Regions from separate parts of the Sus scrofa genome. Here all the other regions are linked to region 1. The links are chromatin contacts, called in public Hi-C, HiChIP or PLAC-seq and promoter capture Hi-C maps. All regions are on one chromosome and are shown on one strand. The core of a region is the stretch at or near the end of the contact, and the rest is flanking DNA. Distances in the headings are between cores, read along the strand shown.

Evidence for each region. Promoter capture Hi-C pulls out the DNA fragments that hold promoters and counts their contacts. A called contact is a pair of places that touch in the nucleus more often than the background predicts. HiChIP or PLAC-seq counts read pairs in DNA pulled down with a chosen protein or histone mark.
Region 2: a contact with region 1 is called in a Hi-C map of omental adipose tissue, with 2.0 times the contacts expected there. The contact joins the enhancer-like site here to the promoter of CCDC82 in region 1. A contact is called at or near these places in 1 of 5 promoter capture datasets (fetal skeletal muscle) and 10 of 47 Hi-C or Micro-C datasets (brain, embryonic fibroblasts, epiblast stem cells and 7 more).
Region 3: a contact with region 1 is called in an H3K27ac HiChIP or PLAC-seq map of alveolar macrophages. The contact joins the promoter of SESN3 here to the promoter of CCDC82 in region 1. A contact is called at or near these places in 1 of 5 promoter capture datasets (fetal skeletal muscle), 1 of 47 Hi-C or Micro-C datasets (embryonic fibroblasts) and 1 of 2 datasets of contacts at active chromatin or transcription factors (alveolar macrophages).
Region 4: a contact with region 1 is called in a promoter capture Hi-C map of liver, with 2.8 times the contacts expected there. The contact joins the promoter of CWC15 here to the promoter of CCDC82 in region 1. A contact is called at or near these places in 2 of 5 promoter capture datasets (fetal liver and liver), 3 of 47 Hi-C or Micro-C datasets (embryonic fibroblasts, epiblast stem cells and mesenteric adipose tissue) and 1 of 2 datasets of contacts at active chromatin or transcription factors (skeletal muscle).

The regions. Positions count from the first base shown.
Region 1 is chr9:28,405,908-28,408,881 of Sscrofa11.1, forward strand. CCDC82 (coiled-coil domain-containing protein 82) reads right to left here and starts at 1,443. Exons shown (of 9, transcript XM_021062697.1): 1 at 1,359-1,443.
Region 2 is chr9:27,186,482-27,189,696 of Sscrofa11.1, forward strand. No RefSeq gene overlaps it. Among named protein-coding and RNA genes, the nearest start is that of ENDOD1, 54 kb to the left of the region's middle. Within about 2 kb of position 1,455, at least 39 of the 83 cell types and tissues checked have an H3K27ac peak or open chromatin away from gene starts, as enhancers often do. A contact at or near this core is called in brain, omental adipose tissue, retroperitoneal adipose tissue and 1 more, where this site is marked.
Region 3 is chr9:27,277,660-27,280,944 of Sscrofa11.1, forward strand. It overlaps SESN3 (sestrin-3), which reads right to left and starts at 1,546. Exons shown (of 10, transcript XM_003129758.5): 1 at 1,118-1,546. The coding sequence starts at 1,195.
Region 4 is chr9:27,045,290-27,048,680 of Sscrofa11.1, forward strand. It overlaps CWC15 (spliceosome-associated protein CWC15 homolog), which reads right to left and starts at 1,991. Exons shown (of 7, transcript XM_005667244.3): 1 at 1,848-1,991; 2 at 468-606. The coding sequence starts at 598. It also overlaps LOC100513807.

The DNA of each region.
Region 1 (2,974 bases), core at 193-2,692:
ATCACACCTTTGTGCTTCGGGGGGTTAAAATCACGTAAACTTTGTCTGCCGAAGGATGTAAAGGTGATAATCCATAGGGCTTGTGTTCTTTCTCTAACACAGTAACTCTACAACTAAAAAGGGTACTTTGGTGCCACCTTAATACACTTTATTCTAGAAGAAATATCAGAAGAACTATCCGTTATTCTATACTTGGAGGTTAATTCATCCCCAAGAAAAGATTAATTCTTGGACTTGCTCTATAAACAATGTAGGTGGTGGTTTACACTTAAAAAATTAAGGGCAGTGGAACCCTCAGCCATTTCTTGAAATTCCACTAGAAGGGATGCATTCTATTTGTAAAACATTTCCCCTCCTTAGTGTTTCCTTTTATATGCCAGTTTGGAGAAGAAACCTTAACAAACCAAGGAAATAGTCACTGAATGGATACTACGTGCCAGCGCACGCTTGGAGCTGTGGCGTTACTAGAAAAAACATCAACAACACGGTCTCTACTCTCAAGGAGCTCACAATCTGATGAAACTACTAGGGACAAGAAAACAAGCCAGCACAACACATGATTTTAAGGCTACATAATATGATTTTTTTAATGTTATCACATTGCCGTGAATAATGTATCATAGTTCTTCCACTGGCTGGAAACCAGGGTAGCACAAGACAGAAATAGGAAAATATGAAGAAACATATAAAGAGAGGAAAGCCAATTACCTCTATTTAGAACCAAGGTTTACTACTCCACAATTTCGCACAGAGAAATATTCAAAATCTGTAATACTGAGGATGGTTCGCTAAATTCAGCAGGGATGAGTGGCCGGGGAAGGAAAAGATCCTCCTGGGAGTTTAACACCAGAGTCTTTTTCACGATTACAAACCTGGTTCCTCGACGGGACACAGACACCTGGCGCAGCACTCCGGCCAGTCCGCCCCTCGCGCTCACGAGGAAGGGGCACTGTAGCTAGGAAACGGGACCCTCAGAGAGAGCTTCGCGATGACGTTCGCGGGACGTCACAAACCCCTAGATCTTAGAGGAGTGAGGCCCCCCGCAGAAAACAAACAAGAATCTGGAAAGGCCAGAAACCCGCGAAATCACCACCCGGGCTCCGCGTATCAGTCCTGCCCACTTCCCCTTCGCGCCAGGAACTGGCACCCCACCCACTGAAGCTCAGCCCGGGCGGCACGCGAATGTAGCGAAGCGCGCAGAGGAGCCGCCCCGCCCATCCTGAGAGAGCCGGCGGGAATTTTCTCTCCCTGCCCGCGGGGAGGCGTGGCTTCCCCTGCCCCTATAATAAACCATTAGCAGCCCAAGCGAGAGCTAGTCCCCGCCCCGAGCTGGCCCCGCGTCGTCCCCGCGCCCTCACCTTTCAATCCTCCTCCGCCTCTGCCTCCGCCCCTGCCTCCGCCCAGGTGTCCTGTTCCGACTAGCGACGCCCCTCCTCCTTCCGGGGACCGGGGGGAAGTCCCGCCTCTGGGAGGGGCTAGAGGCGGGGCCTGGAGGCGGGAGGGGGCGTCTTCCGGGAGCGTGTGCTGGGGGAGGAGCGGTCGCCGCGCGTTAGGCAGGGAGCGGTGCAGGGTCCTGGTTCCTACTGAGGTGGGGAGAGGGGCTTGGCGGGCTGTGTGGGACCGGGGGGACTATGCAGGCCCAGTAAACCCAGCGCGGGGAGGTGGGGCTTGCAGTGGAAGGGGCTGGCGGCTGGGGGAGGAATCAAACGTAGCCGTCCCCCTGGGGAAGGGGGCCAGTCCCGACTCCCTGGCTCTTCCGCTCTCCACCGTAACTTTGGGGTGTGGCAGGGGTTAGTGACGGTCGTTGACCTGGTACCGGGCCTGAAGGAGGCTTGTGGGGCTATAGTCTTTCTTGCGGCCACTGTGGGAATAAAACAAATGTTTGTAATCCGTATTATCCGCGGTGACTTGGGGCCTCTTCTACTGCCCATTTAAAGTTAAAGGCCTGTTCCCTCAAACTTCTCCCCTCTGATCGTCCTCTGCCGTCTGTTTACCAGCCAAGCCCAGAGGGGACGAGGTCTGGGCCACCAGGTTCCTGGTGAGGTTGAAAGAACTAGTGTGTAAGACTGTTTTAAAGTGAGTCTGTGAGAAAAGGCAGGATTTTGTGGATTGCTTCCGTGTAAGTGTGGGCCGAGTACCTGAGTGCCAGAGCTTCACCATGTCAGGGAAGAGGAAGCGTGTGGTGTTGACTATTAAAGATAAGCTTGATATAATAAAGAAACTTGAAGATGGTGGTTCTTCCAAGCAGTTGGCAGTGATTTATGGAATTGGTGAGACAACAGTACGGGATATAAGAAAAAATAAAGAAAAGATTATAACTTATGCAAGCAGTTCTGATTCCACAAGTCTTCTGGCCAAGAGGAAATCTATGAAGCCATCCATGTATGAGGAACTGGACAGAGCAATGCTAGAATGGTTCAACCAGCAAAGAGCAAAAGGGAATCCTGTGTCTGGGCCAATTTGTGCAAAAAGGGCAGAGTTCTTCTTTTATGCTTTGGGAATGGATGGTGATTTTAACCCTTCTGCCGGTTGGTTAACGCGTTTTAAGCAGCGACACAGCATTAGAGAGATTAATATTAGAAATGAAAGATTAAGCGGAGATGAGACTGCTGTGGAAGATTTTTGTAACAACTTTCGAGACTTTATTGAACAAGAGAATTTGCAACCAGAACAAATCTACAATGCAGATGAAACTGGATTGTTTTGGAAATGCCTGCCTTCCAGAACTTCAGTAATCAAAGGTAAATGCACAGTCCCTGGGCACAAGTCAGTTGAAGAAAGAGTCACTGTCATGTGTTGTGCCAATGCAACAGGTTTACACAAACTTAAACTTTGTGTTGTAGGGAAAGCAAAGAAACCTCGCTCTTTCAAGTCAACTGACACTTCAAACCTGCCAGTCTCTTATTTTAGCCAAAAAGGTGCATGGATGGATCTTTCAATTTTCCGACAATGGTTTGATAAGATCTTTGTGCCA
Region 2 (3,215 bases), core at 205-2,704, 1.2 Mb before region 1:
GGCCTCGTGCAGAGTGGCTGGGAGAGCCCAGGTGCTCCTGGGTCCTGGCAGTGCTCTGAGAGGTGGGTGTGAGCGTTGAGGGAAGGCTGAGCCGCAGGAGGGGAGAGGACCATTCTGGAAGCAACTGCCAACAGAAGGCACTGTCCTCCCAGAACCCCATGAGGAGGCAGAGGGCCCCCCCCCCCCCCCCCCCCCCCCCGTGACACTGTGACCACTGCTACCAGGCAACCAAGGAGATGAGTGAAGGAGAGGGGTGGGAAAATGTTATTGATTGGGGCATATGGAAGAACTTGAGTCAAGCGAGTGCCAGGGACAATGTCAAAATGGCATTGACCCTCCACCCTGGCCGATGGAAAGAAAAAAAAAATTATATACGTATACACAGTTTCTCTTAAACAGCGCTGAGTTAGAGATTCCCCTCTGCCTTTTACCGTCTTAGGGCCAGGCACATAACCTAAGGGCAGGTCATAATTCTCTGGATAAGGCTGTCGGGGAGGAACCCAAGGCTGACACACACCCAGAGCGCTGGAAAAGTTAGCGCCCTTCCCGCCCACCCCTGGGAAGGCTTAGGAAGGCTGCTTTGCTTTCTGCCCAGGCCGAGGAAGAGCTCTCAGGGAGAGTGAGGCTTGGCGATGTCCTCGGAGTCCTCTGCGGGGCGGGCCCTGCCAGGATGAGGGCAGCATCCTCCGGGAGGGCGCGCTACAAAGAGGCATTGTTCCGGGAGAGCTCGCTGCGGGGGCGCTGGCTCCGCCGCAGGCCTGGGTGTGGGCGGGTTTGCTCCCCTCCAACCCCCAGGAGCAAACACAGTGGCCAGCCTCCAGCAGTAGTTTGTTAAAAATCAGGAATGCGGGACAGTGCCAGAGACCGTTTATTTTCCCTTGGGGTGGGCCGGAGAGAAAGCCGCTCCCTTTCTTGGGAGGGATCCAGTCTGTCCCGCCTTGCGAGGTGGCTGACCCAGTTCCCGAGGTTCCCAGGGAGGCGGCCAGGTGACCGCACCGCCCCTTGCTCTGGGCGACTGCGTGCCTTTCCCAGTCCCACGCAGCCTGCTTTTTCCCGCGCCGAGAAGAGATGCGATGACTCCCGGGCCCGAAGCCGGGATAAACTTAACCCACTCTCACTCCACGCTAGTGTAAGGAGATGGAGCGGTGCTCGGTCTCGAAAGCGGGCGATTGTGCAGCTGCGGAGGACACACACACACAGACACACACACACACACGCACGCACACGATTCCCATCGGCAAGGAAACCCGGCGCCTCCTTTGGCCACTCCCCAAGCCCCATGAGGGCGGTGGTGGAAGGAGCTACTTTTCTAGGAAGAGGGCTGCTGGGTCGGTAGCCCTCAATTCTCTATTTGGGGGTTGTCCGCTGCTCGGGGGCACCCCCTCCAAGGCTCTAAGGAGGAAAGGACCAGGGTTTAAGGAGCTTTTCTTCACCTTTATCGCTGTCTGCCGCGCCCGCCTCCAGATGGCGCTCCCCGTGAGGGCAGCGGGTCGAGTCCGACGGCGAAGGCTCCAGTCTGGGGTTCGGCCTGCGCGGGAGGAGCTGCGCGTCCGAACACGGCTGCCCCCACCACCCTAGACACCCACCCGGCCCCTGCATCTCTGTGCCACTCGGCGCCGGGGGGTGAGGGGTGGGGAGGGGCGGAATGAACCCAAAGAAATAGGCAAAGGCCAAGGGGCACTGCCAGGCTCCTTCCCGGTGGCCGGATCGCGTCCTTCCTCCCCTTCCAAGGGCTGGGAGAATTTGAGGGTCAGAGGGAAGACTTGGTGTCTTTCCAGAAAGTTGCACTCTCATCTCCCCAATTCTGCATTGCCCTCTGGGCCTCTTTGGACTCTCTGAACCCCCTGGTGGGATCCGATCCCAGTCCAGGAAGTCAGGTGGCCTGCGGGAGGGCAGCGCTCAGCTTAGGGGGTCGGGGCCCCGCTCGCCCTCTCGCGACCCTACCCAGGGCCCCCGCGTGTGGAACCCGCACATCCCCGACGGCCTCGCTCGGATGACCCTCCTGGGAAAGGCTGGGCGAATCTAACCACGCGGATTGTCATTTATTAATGGACACCAAGAAAGGGAAGCTGGGGTCCGCGCCTGTGAGTGCCTCTGTGGGTGCCTCCCCTCCCTGCAGGCAGGCCCCAAGGGGAGGCCAGAGCAGGCAAAGCTTCTGTGAGCTCAGAGCAGGGGAGTTAAAGGAATCAAAGGTATGGGGACATCAGCCTCGGACAGCCTGTTAACCCATCTCACTGTGATCAAATATTTACATGAGCTTCCTAAGGCTCGCCCTTACCTAGACCTGCGTCTCCCCTTTTTAGCGAGATGGGGCGCATCGCAGATGCAAGCACGCCGCTTACAGTGTAGTCCAGCCGTTCTTGGCCTATCGGCTTATCGGCCAATTTCACAGGTTCGCCGGCAGAGGGCAACCTTATTCCAAGTTCTCGGGCGCCTTTAGGATCCGCTCCTCTTTCCACCCAACTGGCGAGGTGAGACTAAGTCTTCCCTGTTTGCAGTCGTTCCTTGCTCATCTAGCGTCCCCCGGAAGATCCAAGCCGCCCCCTCACTTGCGGAAAGTCCTAGGGAAGAGCGGCCCTGGGCATCGTGTCTCTAGCACAGCCAGTGTGAGCTGGCTCTGTCCGGGTGGCTGTCCTTTTATTCCTCCTCCTGAGAACTGTTTGCTTTTTAAGGAAGCATGGGCGCCTGCAGGGAGACAGAGAGAGGGGAGGATGGCTGGGCAGCCTCTGAGACAGGCTGAGGGGAGGTTTTCCCTGTTTTGTGAGATCTCTTCAGTTTGCACTTCAGTTAGCGTGCGGCAGCCTCTGCTCTGTGTCAGGCACTCGGTTGAGCGTTTTCCTTAGAGGCACAAGCCCTGGGCTTGGAGCCGCATGCAGCGGGCTTCTGGCTCTGCCTCTGAATTTCTTCTTATAGCAGCACATCTTGTTCATAGCGTTTCCCACTATGCAATTAAATGCTAGTGTAGTCGTTTCATCCATTCAGGACATATTTCTACGTGCCAATATATGACCCCTTGCTGAGCTTGTAGTCAGACAATAGGCAGTAAATGTAATAACGAGAGCATGTCTGTTGGGAGGGGGCCGATTGTACAGAGCCTTGCAGACATTTTATGGGCTTTAATGTGAAAGAAATGGGGAGCCAGGCCTGGGTTTTGCCAGACAGCTGGGTGCTGACTCTTTACAAGGATCACACTTGGCTGCGAATAGGAGATAACA
Region 3 (3,285 bases), core at 296-2,795, 1.1 Mb before region 1:
TTTCTTTCTTTCTTTTTTTAATATATAAAGAACAATCCCAATTGAACTGTATTTAGAGAAACTGACTAAAAACGGTGCGGTATTCATTCTCGGTCTTTCAGTCTCGATGCATTTGCACAGCTCAGCAATTTTAATTCATTTGTACTGGACAAACAGAAGCACCTCAACTAGTGTTTCCACTTAATGAAATGTAAAATCTGAGTCTGGAGAAGAATAAACTGATTGTAATATTACCCAGTGACGGCTGTTAAATTCTGATTAAAAGCTTTTCTCGTCTAAAGCGACATCTTTTCACACACACCCCCCCCTTAACGGAGCGATTAAGCCAAGGAAGCTAAACAATACTGAAGTAAACTTTCTATCAGCCGCTCTGGGAAGAAATAAGCTGATTGTGCGTCTGATTTTTCTGGAGCAACACCAGGGGGCTGGAGGTGGGGGGTGTAAATGCTAAAAAGGGTTAACTCATGTCCAACCAGTCCTCCTCCCCCAACCCCAGCTTGAGGAACTGTAAGGGCGAATAGCATTTCCCGTGGGTATAAAAGTTCAAGCTGCTTTACCAGCTCCTTTCAGGATCGAACTGTAGCCACTAGACGACCGTCAAAAGAACGTAAAAAGAGGGTGTTAGGGGAGAGCGCGCAAGGAAGGCAGAAGCAACCGAATAAACAAGCAAACAAACAAAAAAAAAACAAACCCGCAAGAGTTAGGCATAGCTAGGAGGGAGTCAGGTTCCTCGGGACCAGACCAGGCAGTTCTTATTTCACACCGATCTCCATCAAAAGTACCCAGAGGAGGATCGAACAGGTCCGTCCCTCCCTCCGCCCGAAGAACAGGCCGGGGGTTGCAGGGTAGGGAGGTGAACGGAGGAAAAAAGCACAGGCACCCCCACCCCCCAATCCCAACCCCAGGGGACTAGTGTCTATCCCGACGAAGATCAAAAGCAGCAGCAGGCTAAACCCTCCACTCCCAACCCATGCTCCCTTTTGGGGTCGCGGAGTAGGGAAGGTGCCCCGGGATCCCTTTGAGCCTCGCTCCAAGAGTGCGCCCCGGGGCCGTGCAGCCCAAGCCGCGGCCGGCAGGAAGCGCCCCTCTCCGGCCGGACCCCAGGCCGAGCCCGTACCTTCCGCAGCACTTTCCGGCAGTTGGTACAGAGCAGGTAGTTGGCGGCGGCCGACGGGCTGCTGCTGCCCCGGTTCATCTTGGCTGCAAGCACCGAGGGCGGACGGCGGGCCGGGGCTGGGCTGTCACTGCGGCCGCCCGCGCCGTTCCAGGGCCGGACAGTTCCCTTGCCACCGGCCGCGTTTCAACCTCAGCCTCCTCCGGGCGGGATGTCGGGATGGGAGGCGACGGCCCGAGAGCGAGTGGCTGTCCGAAGCGATCACAGTGGCGGATGCCTAAGCGACGGCGGAGACGGCGGCGGCTGCTCCTCACCGGCCCGTTGTTCCACCCGCCCTCATCCTCCAGACCCCCGCCCCCGCCAGGCTAGGACGAGCAGCCGCCACCGTTGCCGCTGCCGCCGCCGCCGCCACCGCCGCCGCAGCGCTTCAGTGCGGCCCCGCCCCCGCCTCACCACCACCTTCACCACCTCCACGCTCCGGTACCGCCCCCTCCCGCCAATCGGACAGCTCCGGCCACGCCCCCCGGGCGCCAGCCCCCAGCCAATAAGAAACTAGAGCACGGCTGGGAGCTGCTCCGGCCAATCACGTAGGGCGAGGACGCCTCGAATCTCCGGGCAAGTTAAGTTTGTCTCCGAGGCTCTGAACTGAAGGGAGATGGCGGGTTAGTTAGGTAGTGGGGTGGGAGGGAATACAGTTTGTGAGGCTTCTCCAATAGGAGGAAGAGGGTGTGCCATATGCAAATAATCACTGGAAGACCAGCCCCTTTCCTAAGGCAAACCACAGCCCCTGCAGAAATGGTGAGGGAATGAGATGAAGAGCTGGGAGCTAAAGCTCGCTAGTGGTTCTAAGATAGAGCTAAATATTTCCTGATTTCTTGAGAAAGAGGCTGGGGGTGGGGGGAGCTAAAACGTTCATACCGTCAGGGCTGTGGTTAGGCTTTCTCTCGGCCAAAATCTTAGCTTAGCTGTAAGGAAGACTGCAGTCACGTAGCACTTTGCATCCAAGGATCTCAAAGAACTTTATGCATCATTTATCGTGATCCTTGTTTTGCAAAAGACCAGTTACCTGAGGCTTCGGCAGCGGGTGGGGGATAAATGTTTAAGTATATTTACGCCATTAATCGAGTTAGAGGAGGGGAAAGACACAAAACCAGTGAATTAACGGTTTCCTTCTACATCTAAAGACCTTTCCCGCAGTCTCGCAGCAACAGAATTCCTGTATTTGTCCAGCACGAAAAGGCCAAAGAGACAGGTTTGTCTTCACCTGATAGATAGTCCTTCAGGGGCAGCTGGTTAGACAAACGCAGAGCACAGAACCCTGCCTGGGAACGAAGGTTCAGAGAACAAATTGCCATTTAAAACTGTTGGGCTGGACCGGCCTCTCCCAAAGCTAAAAATGGATTCAGGATTTTGGCGTTCACGCTCAAGGGAGAGAAGGCAGATGCAATTGGGGAAAGCTCAGGCTGGCAGGGTGTGGGGGACAGGCGAGTAGGGAGCTAGGTCTCCCGAGGGGGTAGCGACTCGCATGCCGATCGAAAGCGGGTTCCCTAAGCCAGACACCCCGAAACCTGCTCCCCAGTGAGAACAAAGGCAGGCGCCGAGAGAGAACCTGATTGGTGCCCGGTCCTCACCGGTGTCCTCCCGTCCCCGGAGATAACTTGCTTTGCGCACTGGCGCGGAGCTCCGTGCTCACTGGAGCCCCAGCTCCCCACCCGGCCTTGGCTGGGACCACAGAGGACTGTGCGTTCTGACATCACCTGTTTTCGTTCTTTAGAACTCGATCAGTATTCTCGGCTTCTCCTTTTTTAAAGGTCTCCAGTGTGCGAGGATTTGTGAAGGCCTGCAGTTGGCAGAAGGAATCTGTGAAGATGATTTAAAAGAATGGCTTCTTTTCTTCCTCTCCTTTTCAATTTAAAAAAACGACCCCGGTTTTCTTAGGGATTCAGTGTGGTGTTGTGATGCAAAATCAGAAAGGTACACTTGGAGGAGCTAGCAAGTTTAGCATATCAAAGCTATTAGAGCAAATTGTGTGGTTAAAACTGCCAATCTCCTCATTTTTTCGACAGCTGCCTCCTCTCTGTTCCTTTTAGAGACCAACAGGCATAAACCTAGTCTACACAAGGAACAAAGGAAATGGAAATCTGCCAGTGTCAGGTTTAAACAGATTAAAA
Region 4 (3,391 bases), core at 741-3,240, 1.4 Mb before region 1:
ACAAGATCACTATCCTAATCTGAGGGTTACTAAGAGGCTCCTGTGATGTCTCTGATATTTCAAGAACCTCAAGCTAAATCACATACTTTCCCATAATAAGGGTGCAGGTTGATTAAAATGTCCTTACTTTTTGTAACTATGTCAACTCAGGGCTCTGTTACAATAATACTCTTAATCTCATATTGATTAGTGCTGATAGTGCACGTCCCTCTGAGATAATGTATCAGCTATTGCTCCATCTACTTATGGAAATTCCCAGTTAATTGCAATTTCTGCTTAAGGAATATCTTGTAGCATTTTACAATCATAGCGCATGATTTTAGTGTTATAAACACTAATGCATTCTACTCCTATGAAAATAGATTACTAAGTGATAATAACGTAAACACTATTATCTTATGACCATACCATTTAACAGATTTGGTCTTCCTTTGTGAAACAAAAAAAAAAATAAAAGGCTTCATTACCTATATTTTATCTTCGTATGAGAGGGTAGGTCTCTACTTGAATATTGCTTGGAGAGTTGGCTCAAATCACCTTCTCCTTTTCCTCTCCCACCTCTTGCAGGTTCAAAAGTTGGCCTAGCTGCCGTCGTCATTTTTTATGCTTTGAAGAAAAAGTGCCAAGTTACTTTCAACATAACAAACTATCATTTTATAAAGTATTAATCAATATCCATCCTTGGGAAAAAATTTCCCTAACTTATTCCCCAAAACTTATTTAAAATGATCTCAAAAGTTCTCATGAAAACAAACAGTGAAGCTCAGGGTGTAGCGGGAATATGCAGATATTTAGTACAAAAAGTTCTGTCATGAAGATCTGAGACTGTGTTCCTGTTCTCCTTCTGGCTCTGTGGCCTTGGACAAGCCAACTAGCTTAAGTTTCCGTCATCTGTAAAATGGGGACTATTCCTCATGGGATTATCATGAAATTAAGAGACTTGACATGTCAAAGCCCTTGCAAAAATACAGTACTGCCGTGTCTCAGTTTTTAAAAAAATCTCAACTCAACCTTACTCCACCAGACTCCTTAAGGTTCCCATTTTATCTAAACCTCACACTGCAGAAAAGAGGCTAGCAGCTACAAAAACAGAGAAGATATCTAAAAAAACAAATCATTGACAGATACTGAAGGTCCTGAAGAAGTGTGCTCAACTTCGACGACAGTTACATTGGCAAAGCTCCCCAACAATCTTTTGTTGTTTCAATTTTATCCTACAGCAGCCAATATAATATAAATCATAACTTTTGCAAGTTACAATTTAAGGGATGCTCAAAACACAGGAACCCACCCCCACGGGACTCTGGTAACTACAAATCAGGGACTCCTTCCTTATGTTACTTCTGCTTTTAAGCAACTAAAAAACACTGCACAGCCGATGTGGCTACTAAAACCTCCCTCAAGCGTCGGAAAAGCAAGTGTCTGGGGCAGCTGGCATACTTCTCTAGATTTTCAAAAAAGGGAGAGGAATATATCCAGTGGGGGTGAAACTGGGTTCCGGGCCGCTGGGGGCGCCGCCGCCTCCCACACACCATCGTTATTTACACTCTGGGTTCTGGGGAGTTCACCTTCGGGTTGTCATCGGAAAGCCCGGCGATTCTTCACCCGTGCCAGATTTGGCGAGGGGCTGGGGGCGCCCAGACCCGCTTAACGCAGCCTGTAGAGCTACCTTCACGCTACGCTCTCCGCGGCCGGCCCGGGACTGGCCGTCCCCAGTCCAACAGGCGCTGGGCTCCGCAACCCGCTGCCGCTCCGGAAAACTCCTCTGCCTGCAGTCGGTTCTCCGCGTCCGCCCCCAACTGTCCTCCCCCCCCCCCCCCCCAGTCTGCTTTCCCCCAGCAGCTCACGTTGGCCGAGGTCCGAACGCACCAGCCTCCGGAGATCATTCAGAAACCACTTAGATTCTCGGCTCCCAGAAACCCCTGCGCCCAGGGCCAAAGCCCAAGACCCGGAAGCAAACCCTAACCTCTTCAGGGGCGGAGGCAGGGACCAATCGGCAGAGGCCAAGGGAGAAGTCGGCGTGACGACAGCAAGAGGCGGGGCTTAAACAGCCCAGGGGGCGGGCGTTTGAAATCGGTGCTTTGAGTAGACCCTAAACATCATTTTATACCTTCGAGAACCAATTACTTAATGTCTCTCCCGTCTTTTCCTTTCCCGACCCCCTCCCAGACGCCTTCATTCCGGTACTGCGTGGACGGAAAGCCCCGGGTAGCCGACACCACGTCCCCGGCTACCGAGAGAGAAGGAGAGAGAGCGTAGAAAAGGATTATACCAAACGGTTTAAATCCAACGGCTCCTGCTTGCTTAATCTTTGAGCTAGACCCAGCAAGCCTAGAGAGTTGGGCTACGGAAAGACTAGTATTTTCTTTTAATTGGATATGAAGAAAGAACAAATATGTACGGGGGCAACCACGATCTTTATAAAGGTACCATTCCTGCAAAAAATGTTAGTCTTCAAAGCAAAGGTTGTATTCGTATTGACTGTTAAAATTGTAATTTTTTTTAAAGCCTAAGTTCTAGCGGGAGGGGAGATGTCACTATTAGAGATTCATTCATTAACCGACATTGAACGTTTAGAACGGTGGGCCCAACTGCCAGGAGCCCTAGATGCAATTATAAGATGGCTACTCATGCGTTAGGTGAAGTTTTAATAAGGCAACGAACAGGAAAGGGAAAAAAATCACCAATTGTCCTTCTTACACCTCCAAAAGCACTGTGGGAGCAGGGATCTTGTTTGGTCAGTTTAACGTGGTTATCGTGATATCTAATCACATAGTCTTTGGCTCAATAGATACTTAAACAAATGAAAATCCAACTCCCTTAGCTTAGTTTCAAATGTAAAGAGCTCATTAAAATTGAACATAAAAAAGCTTTTTCCCCCCCTCAGAATTCTTTCTTTGAACTCTAAAATGAACAAAACAAAAGGGTAGAAAAACTCCCTTCCCTGTAAATTTCAAGATGCAAGTCTTGATTTTTCTAGGAAGGTATTACTCCCCCAGTCTTAGACATCTCAGTAAAGGACACTACCTACCATCATACTAGTTACTTGAACCCAAATCCCAGGGTTTCCTCTTAGATTCCTTTTCCTTCACTTGTCTCATCCAACTTATTTGCAAGTCTTACCAATTCTACTTTCAAAATATACCCTAAATTTCATTCCCACTGCTACTACCCTAGTCCAAGCCACCATCATTTTCCGCCTGGAGTGTAACTGTCTCCTTTGTCTTATAGTCAGTTTTGCATCTAGCAGTGAGAGTGATCTTTTAAAATAGTGAGTCAGGTAGTGTCACTCTCTTGCATAAAAATCTGCATTAAAAACCAATTTTTTTCCTTCTTTTTTTTGGCCGGCTCTTACTGCAAGTGGAAGTTCCTGGGCCAGGGATTGAATTCC